2 separate regions of the Mus musculus genome follow, and region 2 is linked to region 1. The links are chromatin contacts, called in public HiChIP or PLAC-seq maps. All regions are on one chromosome and are shown on one strand. Each heading gives the region's core, a stretch centred on a gene start, on an enhancer-like site or on the middle of the called end of the contact. The rest is flanking DNA. Distances are from core to core; before and after follow the strand shown.

Evidence for each region. HiChIP or PLAC-seq counts read pairs in DNA pulled down with a chosen protein or histone mark.
Region 2: an H3K27ac HiChIP or PLAC-seq map of embryonic stem cells shows a contact between it and region 1, with 10 read pairs. The contact joins the promoter of Slc7a4 here to the promoter of Thap7 in region 1. A contact is called at or near these places in 1 of 39 promoter capture datasets (macrophages), 3 of 15 datasets of contacts at CTCF or cohesin (CD8 T cells, the NIH/3T3 cell line and embryonic stem cells), 7 of 484 Hi-C or Micro-C datasets (the AML12 cell line, cardiomyocytes, cerebral cortex and 4 more), 10 of 115 datasets of contacts at active chromatin or transcription factors (CD8 T cells, the SCID.adh cell line, bone marrow-derived macrophages and 4 more) and 3 of 9 other capture datasets (adipose tissue, liver and pancreatic islet).

Annotation. Positions count from the first base shown.
Region 1 is chr16:17,528,590-17,532,850 of GRCm38.p6, forward strand. Thap7 (THAP domain containing 7) reads right to left here and starts at 2,463. Exons shown (of 5, transcript NM_026909.2): 1 at 2,436-2,463; 2 at 2,189-2,268; 3 at 1,641-1,796; 4 at 346-486; 5 at 1-151. The coding sequence starts at 2,268.
Region 2 is chr16:17,574,257-17,578,517 of GRCm38.p6, forward strand. It overlaps Slc7a4 (solute carrier family 7 (cationic amino acid transporter, y+ system), member 4), which reads right to left and starts at 2,415. Exons shown (of 5, transcript NM_144852.3): 1 at 2,384-2,415; 2 at 696-1,709; 3 at 1-330. The coding sequence starts at 1,677. It overlaps LOC115488657 (a long non-coding RNA gene), which reads left to right and starts at 1,623. Exons shown (of 2, transcript XR_003951946.1): 1 at 1,623-1,958; 2 at 2,158-2,501.

The sequences.
Region 1 (4,261 bases), core at 1,213-3,712:
TGAGAAGGGGCTGTTAAGGCCAGGGTCCAGCCTCACAGCTGGGGATGCGGGCAGAGTGGCAGGTGCTGAGGCTTCTTCCACAGGGAAGCAGATGATATCGGCACGAGGAGGTGGAGAAAAGGGAGTTGTGGGTCCTTGTCTTTCGGAGCAGCTGGAGGGGAAACAGAAAGAAACTAAGGCATGCCAGGCTCCTCTCATTAGCCCATTTAGTCTCCCTAACATCTGAGCCCCCTTTACTGGGTCTAGATAGCAAAATAGTTCAGTGAAGATGCTGGCATTCACCCTAGGTCCAGCCCCTCAGCCCTGGGGTGAGGGTGGGGCATCCCCCGGTCCTGCAGCACATACCGCTTCCTGCATCGCCGGAGCCGGCTGACGTCAGGCAGGCCAGGTGGATAACCATGCCCCTTGGTCTTGGCTGTTCGACGCAACTTGGAGAAAGACTCAAATATGGTGGGGACTGCCCCCTCCTTCAGCCTGTGATACCCACTGTGGGGAAAAGCAGCCCAGATGAGCTGGAGAAAAGAACGCTGCCACGTCCCCTGATTCCCCACATAAGGCCCTGCAGAGGCGTAGGACCTCTAGGGATGAGAAAGGCCCCAAGGCACACTGCCAGTAGCAATCTCAAGAATGCCACGTGTGGTAAAATCAAACTCATCTTCCCTGTGAATGAGCTTCCCGGGTTAAGGTGAATGGAGAACCCACCAGCAGGGATAGGTGGACGGCTGGAAGAACTAGGTGCTAACCATCCTATGAAAAAGCTGTTTTTCTTTTGCATGGAGCGGCTAACCTCAGGTGACTTCCTTAATCATTCTCTACCTTTGTTTTTAAAGATTTTTTTCCTTAAAAACCTTTTTTATTTTTATGTGTATAAGTGTTTGCCTATGACTGTTCACCGAATGCGTGCCTAGTACCTACAGAGGTTAGAAAAGGATAAAGGATCACTTGGAACTGGAGTGAGCCAGTTCCAGTTCCAGACTGCTATAAGCCATTATGTGGGTGGTGGGAAATGAACACAGGTCTTCTGGAAGAACAGCCAGTGAGTGCTCGTAACCTCTGAGCCAGCTCTACTGATGTGTATGAATATTTTGCCTGCATGTACATATGTGTACCCGTGCCCTCAGAGGTAGATTGAACCCCAGTCCTCTGTAATGCTCTAAAATGGTTAAGCCATCTCTCCAGCCCTTCCACCTTATTTTTTTAAAGACAAGTTTCTCAACTCAACACAGGGCTCAACAACTCATCTAGACTAGCTTTTCCATAAGTCCTTGGGATCCCCTTTTTGTTTTGTCTTCTCCAGGACTGGGATTAAAGGAACAAGCAATCACATGTGGCTTTTTATTTGGGTCCTTGAATCTGAAATCAGGTCCTAATGCTTGCATACCACGTCTTTAGCAAAGGGGGCTATTTCCCCAGCCTGGAAAGCCTGATTTTCTCTAATGTCACTGGCACAGTGATCCTGGGATCATGCTTTAACTGTACAAAACTGGAAAGAGGCTTGGCACGCTTGACAACTGGTCTGCTTGTCTCTGAGCATGCCAGCGGATGTGCATGGACTCCACCAGGGCAAAGAGCTGCCTCGTTTGACCCACTGCTCTGATGCCTCACAACCTGTCCTGGTGTTAGCTGGCAGAAAGACCCACCTGATTCCCACCAGCTCAAAGCAGTTTTCCTCGAAGTGTTTGGAGCAGAAGTAGATGTACTCAGAGGTCGGATCCCACAGGCCCTGGCCGCTGGGGTCCAGCCGCTGACAGTTGGCCAGCCACAAGCCGCGCCTGGGGTTGTCTTTCTTGGGAAGTCTGCAGAGCCACAAAACCGTGAGCACCAGACTGTCTACAGTCCTGCGTTCAGGATGCCCAAGCTCCCCAAGCAAGAATGGCAGACCTCCCCGCGACCCTTTCAGATTACCACCCGCTGGGGGAAAGGAGAAACTGAGAACGAGAGAAAGAAAGGGGCCGGCTCAGCATCATCTAGCAGGAATGAGTCGGAGCTGTAAATCCAAGCCAGGTAAGCGTCCAGTCCTTTTTCCGGCTGGACTCGAGACTATGCGCCCTTCCCTGTCACCCTCCCGCTCACAAGTTCAAGCCTCACATCGACCTCGGGAAAGCGCCGTCTCCTGCGAGGCCTAAGGTGCGGCAACACCGGCGCCTGCGCTATGAGCCCTCGCGTGCCACTACGCACGCGCGCTGACCTGTGGAAGGAGATGCCGCGGTTGCGAGTCTCGCGCGTATCCCGTGTGCAGCAGCCGGCGGCGGAGCAGTGTCGCGGCATCTGGGGAAGGGGCGGGATCTGGGTGGTGGGCGGCAGTCGGGGGAGGACTGTCTTCACGCCCAACTGTCACTCCCTCCAGAGGGCCCGAGCCGGTCGGCTCCCCGAGGCCCGACCCCGTACCAGTCTTGTCCTAGCTCGTTCTATAGACTCCCGTCAGCGGTACTCACGGTCTTGCCATTGCTGCGCCGCCAAAATCTCGCGATGGGTGGATCGACGCGGAAGTTGGGAGCAGAGATACTCCGTCGCCCGTGGCGCGGGCCCCCAAGGGGCGGGACCGGAAGAGATCCTGGCGGGGCGGGCCACCGGATGTTGGGAGTGAGGGATGGCGATCGTCGCTCCCGAGTTGAGGTTTCTGCATCTGTAGTTTCGGGTCCCTGTTTTGTTTGAGCGTCTGTCGTTTGGACGAAGCAGCTGGGTGTGGTCTGTACTGCTCCCTGAACAACGTACGCGCACACTCTGGTTGAAAAAGATCCACCACCAAGAAAAACCTGGGCTCTTTACTGAAAGAACTCGGCCACGGACTGGTGGCTCAGCACTTGCTACCAACCCTGAAGATTGAATTTGATCCCCAGGACGCAACCTGCTGGAAGGAGAGAACCAACGTCCAGTAATTGTCCTTTGATCCCCATATACATGCACAAAATAAAATGTTAACGACACATTTAGAACATTTTCTTTTAATGGCCTTGTAAAGGCCTGGGTGAAGATAGTGACCTTATGGGAGGCCGTCCCAATATACTAAGTAGCAACTGTCCAGTTATCGGAATGTTCATTTTTCAAACCCTGAGACGCTAGCCGGTGTGTTCCGAGAGCACGGTTTCCCCAGTGATGCTTTGAAGGGGGATTTCTCTGACCACAGGATCAGGCGTTTTACATTCTAGGCTCACTTTTGTAGCAGGAACAAAGTCAGAAATGGGTTCCTTGGGTTTCTGCTGGGGGAAGAGAGGTGAACAATTACAATCTTGGGATGCAGAAGGGGAGGTTATGGGACTCCAGGCCTGAAGGGCACAAAGGCATACTTGATCTAAGTACCGGCGAGGTTGGGTAGCCTGTTATGCTCCTGTAGAGGAGTTGTCTTGGCTGAAAAGGTCATCGAAGCCCCTATTTAGTTGGTTTTGATTTTTCCTGATCTGTTGGAGGCATTCATCCCTATATAAAGCCTCCCATTGAAGGAATAGGGGGCAAGAAGGACCAACCGATGTGCTGGCTCAGTAGTGTACTTAGAGCTGCACAAGACTCAGAAGAATGGATTTGGCCCAGGGTGCATGAGTACCATCCTCCTTTTGATTGTCTAACCTCTTTTAATTCATTGGCCCAGTAGGGATACCAGTGTAGGGGCAGAGAGTAAGTGAGTTGAAAACATGGAAAACCCAGGTGTTACTTTATTTGTGCTGAAGTTTGGACGAATCTCTAATTTCACATAGTTGGTGGGTGTGGGAGGTAGAAGACAAAGAGCCTTCAAGAGTTCTATGAGTGTTCTTAGGGTGTGAGGGAGGCAGGAGGGGGCATAAGGCATCAGTGGGGCATAAAGAGGGTGTGTGTGGATGTGGCAGGTCATTTTCTAATATACTCAATGGCCTGTTCAAGGGCAGTGAGCTCCACCTAGGGGCAGTCTTCAGGGCGCTCCTCCACAAGATGTGGCCAGACAATAGACTTCACCTAGGTTAGAAGACTCCACCCTAGGTGGGCTAGGCAACTGTGGTAAAACAAGGTCTGATTCAGCCTGTTCAAGGCTAGCCCCGACCAAAAGAAGTTGCCCCTTCACCGTAGTCAGTCCCTTGCGATGCCTCAAATTGAAGGTAAAGGAAGAAGGAAGAACCAGCTGAGGATCCTCAGGTTGGGATGCTGATGTCCCTCAGAAGGAAATCCTTGCCATCTTCCGAGCATCCCTGTTTGAGCCCCAGATGTGGGTCCTTTGCTCCCGACTGGGCGTTGATCACTGGTGGTCTCAGGATGCAGAGGAGCTGGGGAGCAGGGTCTCAGGCAGTGGTGA
Region 2 (4,261 bases), core at 1,165-3,664, 46 kb after region 1:
AGGAGTCATATTTCTTAGCTGTGGGGCCAGGGCTGGCTAGGCAAGGGGAGCTGGGTGGAGAAGCTTTTTGGAAACGCAGCACAATGATGCTGGTGGCTACAAAGGTATAGGCCAGCAGGGTGCCGATGGATAGGAACTGGACCAGTGCCTCAAGGTCCAGCAGCAGTGCCAGGAGGGCCATGAGGACCCCAAACACCAGGATTCCTACCACAGGCACCTGTGTCCGGGGGTGTACACGGGCAAACACCTGGAAGAAGAGCCCATCGGCAGCCATGGCGTAGACAATGCGCGGCAGGGAGAAGAGGTTGCTGAGCAGGACGGTGTTCATGGCTGCAGCAGAGCACAGGGAGCAGTCAGCACAGCAGATAAGCTCAGAGCGGGCCACTGCTAGGCTCACAGATAGAATGTGTACTGAGGGTGTCAGCTTCTCACCTCCCACCCAGGACTGGGGCACTTCTGTTCAGGCCAATTAATGAACCTTTTGAAAGCTCGCCGTCTGCCTGTAAGCAGAACCTGTGCCACCAGACTGATATTCTGTGTACAATTTGTGGGGAGAGGGTCTGCCAGCAAGTCTGTGTTTTCATGAACTCATTATACAAGTAGTAAAGCTGGAGCATGGATAGAAGTATTTTGAGAGGTTTGGGGCAGGGCCCTCTACCTTGTCCCCTCCCACCCTGCCCAGAAGGGACCCTTACCACAGATAGAGCCAACTGCCACAATGAAGCCAGCCCAGCTGTAACCCCGCCTGTAGAAAGCATCAGCAAGCGCCGAGTCAGGGTCTAGGCTGTGCCAAGGTACCATGAGGGTTAACACAGTGGAGACCAGAATATAGGCACCAGCTGCCAGGCTGAGGGAGATGGCGATGGCCATGGGCACCGCCCACCGTGGGTTTTTGGCCTCCTCACTGGAGGCAGCAATAACATCAAATCCCACGAAGGCATAGAAACAGGTGGCTGTGCCAGCCAGGATGCCAGAGAAGCCGAAGGGTGCGAAACCACCTTCTTCTGCACTCCAGTTGTGAGGACGGGCCAGGATGAAACCCAGGACAATGATGAAGAGGATCACAATCAGACTGATGGCTGAGAACGTGTGATTAAGCCAGGAGGAGACTCGGGCTCCGCAGGAGACAAAGGCAGAAGCCACGAGTAAAATGCCAGCGGCCAGAAAATCTGGATAGTGAGCTAGGAAGGGCACCTGCCAGACGCCCAGGTGAGACTCCGTGAAGTTGCGAATGCTGTGGTTAAAGATGGCATCCAAATAGCCACTCCAGGCACGGGCTACAGCGGCACCTCCAATGAGGTATTCTAGAAGCACATTCCAGCCTATGAGGAATGCCCATATCTCCCCCATGGACACGTACGTGAATAGGTATGCTGAGCCAGTACGGGGCACACGGGCTCCAAACTCTGCATAGCATAGGGCCGCCAGCAGGGAGGCTACAGCGGCCACCAAAAAGGACAAGAGCACAGCGGGGCCAGCCATGTCCTTGGCCACTGTGCCTGTGAGCACATAGAGCCCAGATCCCACCATGCCACCCACACCCAGTAGAGTCAAGTCCAGTGTGGACAGGCAGCGCCGCAGTGATGTCTCCATGCTAGACTCTTCCAGTGGCTTCAGACGGTTCAGTTTCTGGCAGAAGCGTGCCAAACAGGCAGTACTGGGCAGTCCCCGGGCCATGGCAGACGGAGTACTGAACCAGTTTCTGGAACCTACTGGGGACAGACAGCGGGAATAACCAACCATCCTCCATTCTTTCATAGACAGCCCACCCCAGTCCTCGCCTCCTCTCCTTAGGAGCCCAGGTCAGCTGCACCATGGACCTACTTTAGAAGGCTTGAATGGGACGCGTGTCAGGGACTGTGGGCAGAGGGATAGAACGCATGGAAGTCCTTCCTGTCAGCTTTCAGGGCAGTGGAACTGGCAGAGAGAAGCAGACCTGCAGCGGACCTGCGAACCAGGTAGGTGGTTCTGTGAGTGAGTGGGAGGTTGCTTAAGAACAGGCTTGGAACAGGCTGCACCACGAGCAAGAAGAAATGGGAGGCTTCCCTGGAGCAGTGCCAGGTTGTCAGGACCCGGAACAGGAGCCGCTCCTGCAGCCGGGAACGTGGCCAAAGGGACATGGCCTCAGAGAAAAGCGATCACCCCCTCTTCTGCCAGGTTGGAGGAACAGCTCACCTGAAGCCAGGAGGCCAGAGCTGCAAGGGCCCCGATTCCCGATTCCCGGATGTGAAAGCTGTGGTGCACCTCCCCTCGCCATATGCTCCGCAGCCACAGCTGCTGAGGCTAGCTGCCTCCGCCATGTCCCTGTGCCCCTAGACGCCCAAGCCTTCTCTTGCATTTACGTTCCCGCAGCAGCGGTCCCTCCAGACCCGCTATGACCCACCTGCTGTCGCCGTCGCTGCCACCGTGCGCACTGCGCCTGCCCCACTAGTTTACAACGCCTGCGTGCAGGGCCCGCCCCTCGCTGCCAGGCGCCAGATAAACCCGAGCCTCACGACTCACATCACTGGTTGGGTTCTGTACAGGGTCCCCGCACCGCACCACGTCACGTATCAGAATAACCCTCTAAGCGAGTAAACTTCCAACATCGAGACTAGAGCTGACCTGGGTCCTAGGGCTTACTCCACATTTCATCCACCTCCCTAGGTGAGGAAGCCTGCTCGACTAACCTGCTGAGCCCCTTCTCTGGGTCCAGGTTGGGGGTAGAGCCAAGCCTGATACCGCCCCAGAGCAATTACTCTCCTTGATCTCCCTCCACCCCAACACAACTACAATTGGAAAACGTCCAGGTCCCCACCACGGAGCCTGCAAATGTCCAGCACAGTGAGATGAAGACAGGGGTCTGGCAGAGTGACCCTGGCACTCTAAACCTCAGTGGAGTGGCAGTAAGCACCTTGCACACTAGGCTAGAGAGGGCAGCCTTCCGGACGTGTTCTGTGAATTGGCAGAATTTACAAAGCTATTGTCTGTCTGGTAGTGTCCCATAAAAGGACAGTAGCCAGCATCAGAAGACAGCTTGCAACTCTACAGCAGGACTGCCACTTAGGCCCTCAAATATCAGTGACAGCCTCAGAGCACCTGACAGGACCTGGACATTCTTAAAGGACTCTCCATTCATGATAGCCAGCAGCTCTCCGCATTTGTCACCAGCGTTCCCGCCATCAGGGTGCCTGGGTCAGCTACGGCATAAAATCTCCAGAGTCCGCTTATGCTTAGCTCTGAGGAATCTTTTCTCTCTCTCTTCTTCTCAGATTGAAAACAAAGGTGGCAGCTAGGTAGGGTGACCTATGCCTGTAATTCTGGCACTTGGAGGATCAAAAGATTGAAGACCATGTATAAGTATGTATACATAGTTTTCATATATGTATGTGTGGCAATACATATGTGGTGAGGTGCTGACTTGTTGACAGCAAGACAATAGCCCAGCAAAGCCAAGTCGGGCAAAACCGAGGTAGGCATGTTTCTCCCAGAACTTTATATATTTGACCTACAATACATATCTAATGTAGTTAGTATGTATATGCAATAAAATAAACATACAACTATATAATATATACTTGATTATATATGATGATAGAGTGATATAAATACACCACTAAAAATCTATATTTCATACACACAAATATTCAAATTTATGGATGATTACTGGAAACTTAGGATGCAGTCTGCATGACTCATTCAGATGAGGACAAAGCGGTTGGGTGACATTCCAGATACACAGGGACACTTGGAACACTGTGACCTCCTGATAGCCAACATCATCTGAAGGTGCTGCTGCTGTTTAGCGCACTCCCCCATCTCCTCGCCCTCACTTCCTGGACTTAACCAAGCCAGTGCTCCTCATCATGAGACACTTCCACAAAAGCCTAGAAAGAAGCAAGCAGACCGAGAGACCTGGGCGTTTCTGTAGTGCTAACCTCATCTCACCGCCACCATAAGCACCAGCATACAACTGGCATTTGATGCTAACGCTGGGCGATGCAGCAATGTGTTCTACTTTCTAGTTATGAGGTTGAGCAAGTGCTGGACCTCAGTGAGCAAGGCCATGACACGGAGTAGCCTTCTAAGGATGCCGTGAAGAGGAAGCACCAGGGAAGACAGGAAGACGCATTTCCCACTGACTCTGAAAGGCCTGGAGTACCTGACACTAAAATGAACAGCACATGAGAAACTGAGCTCCCAGCCAGTAATATTTGGGTAGATCCAGGACTCCTCAGCAAAATGCTAGCAAAGAGCCAGAGAGACCGCTCAGCAGGCAGAC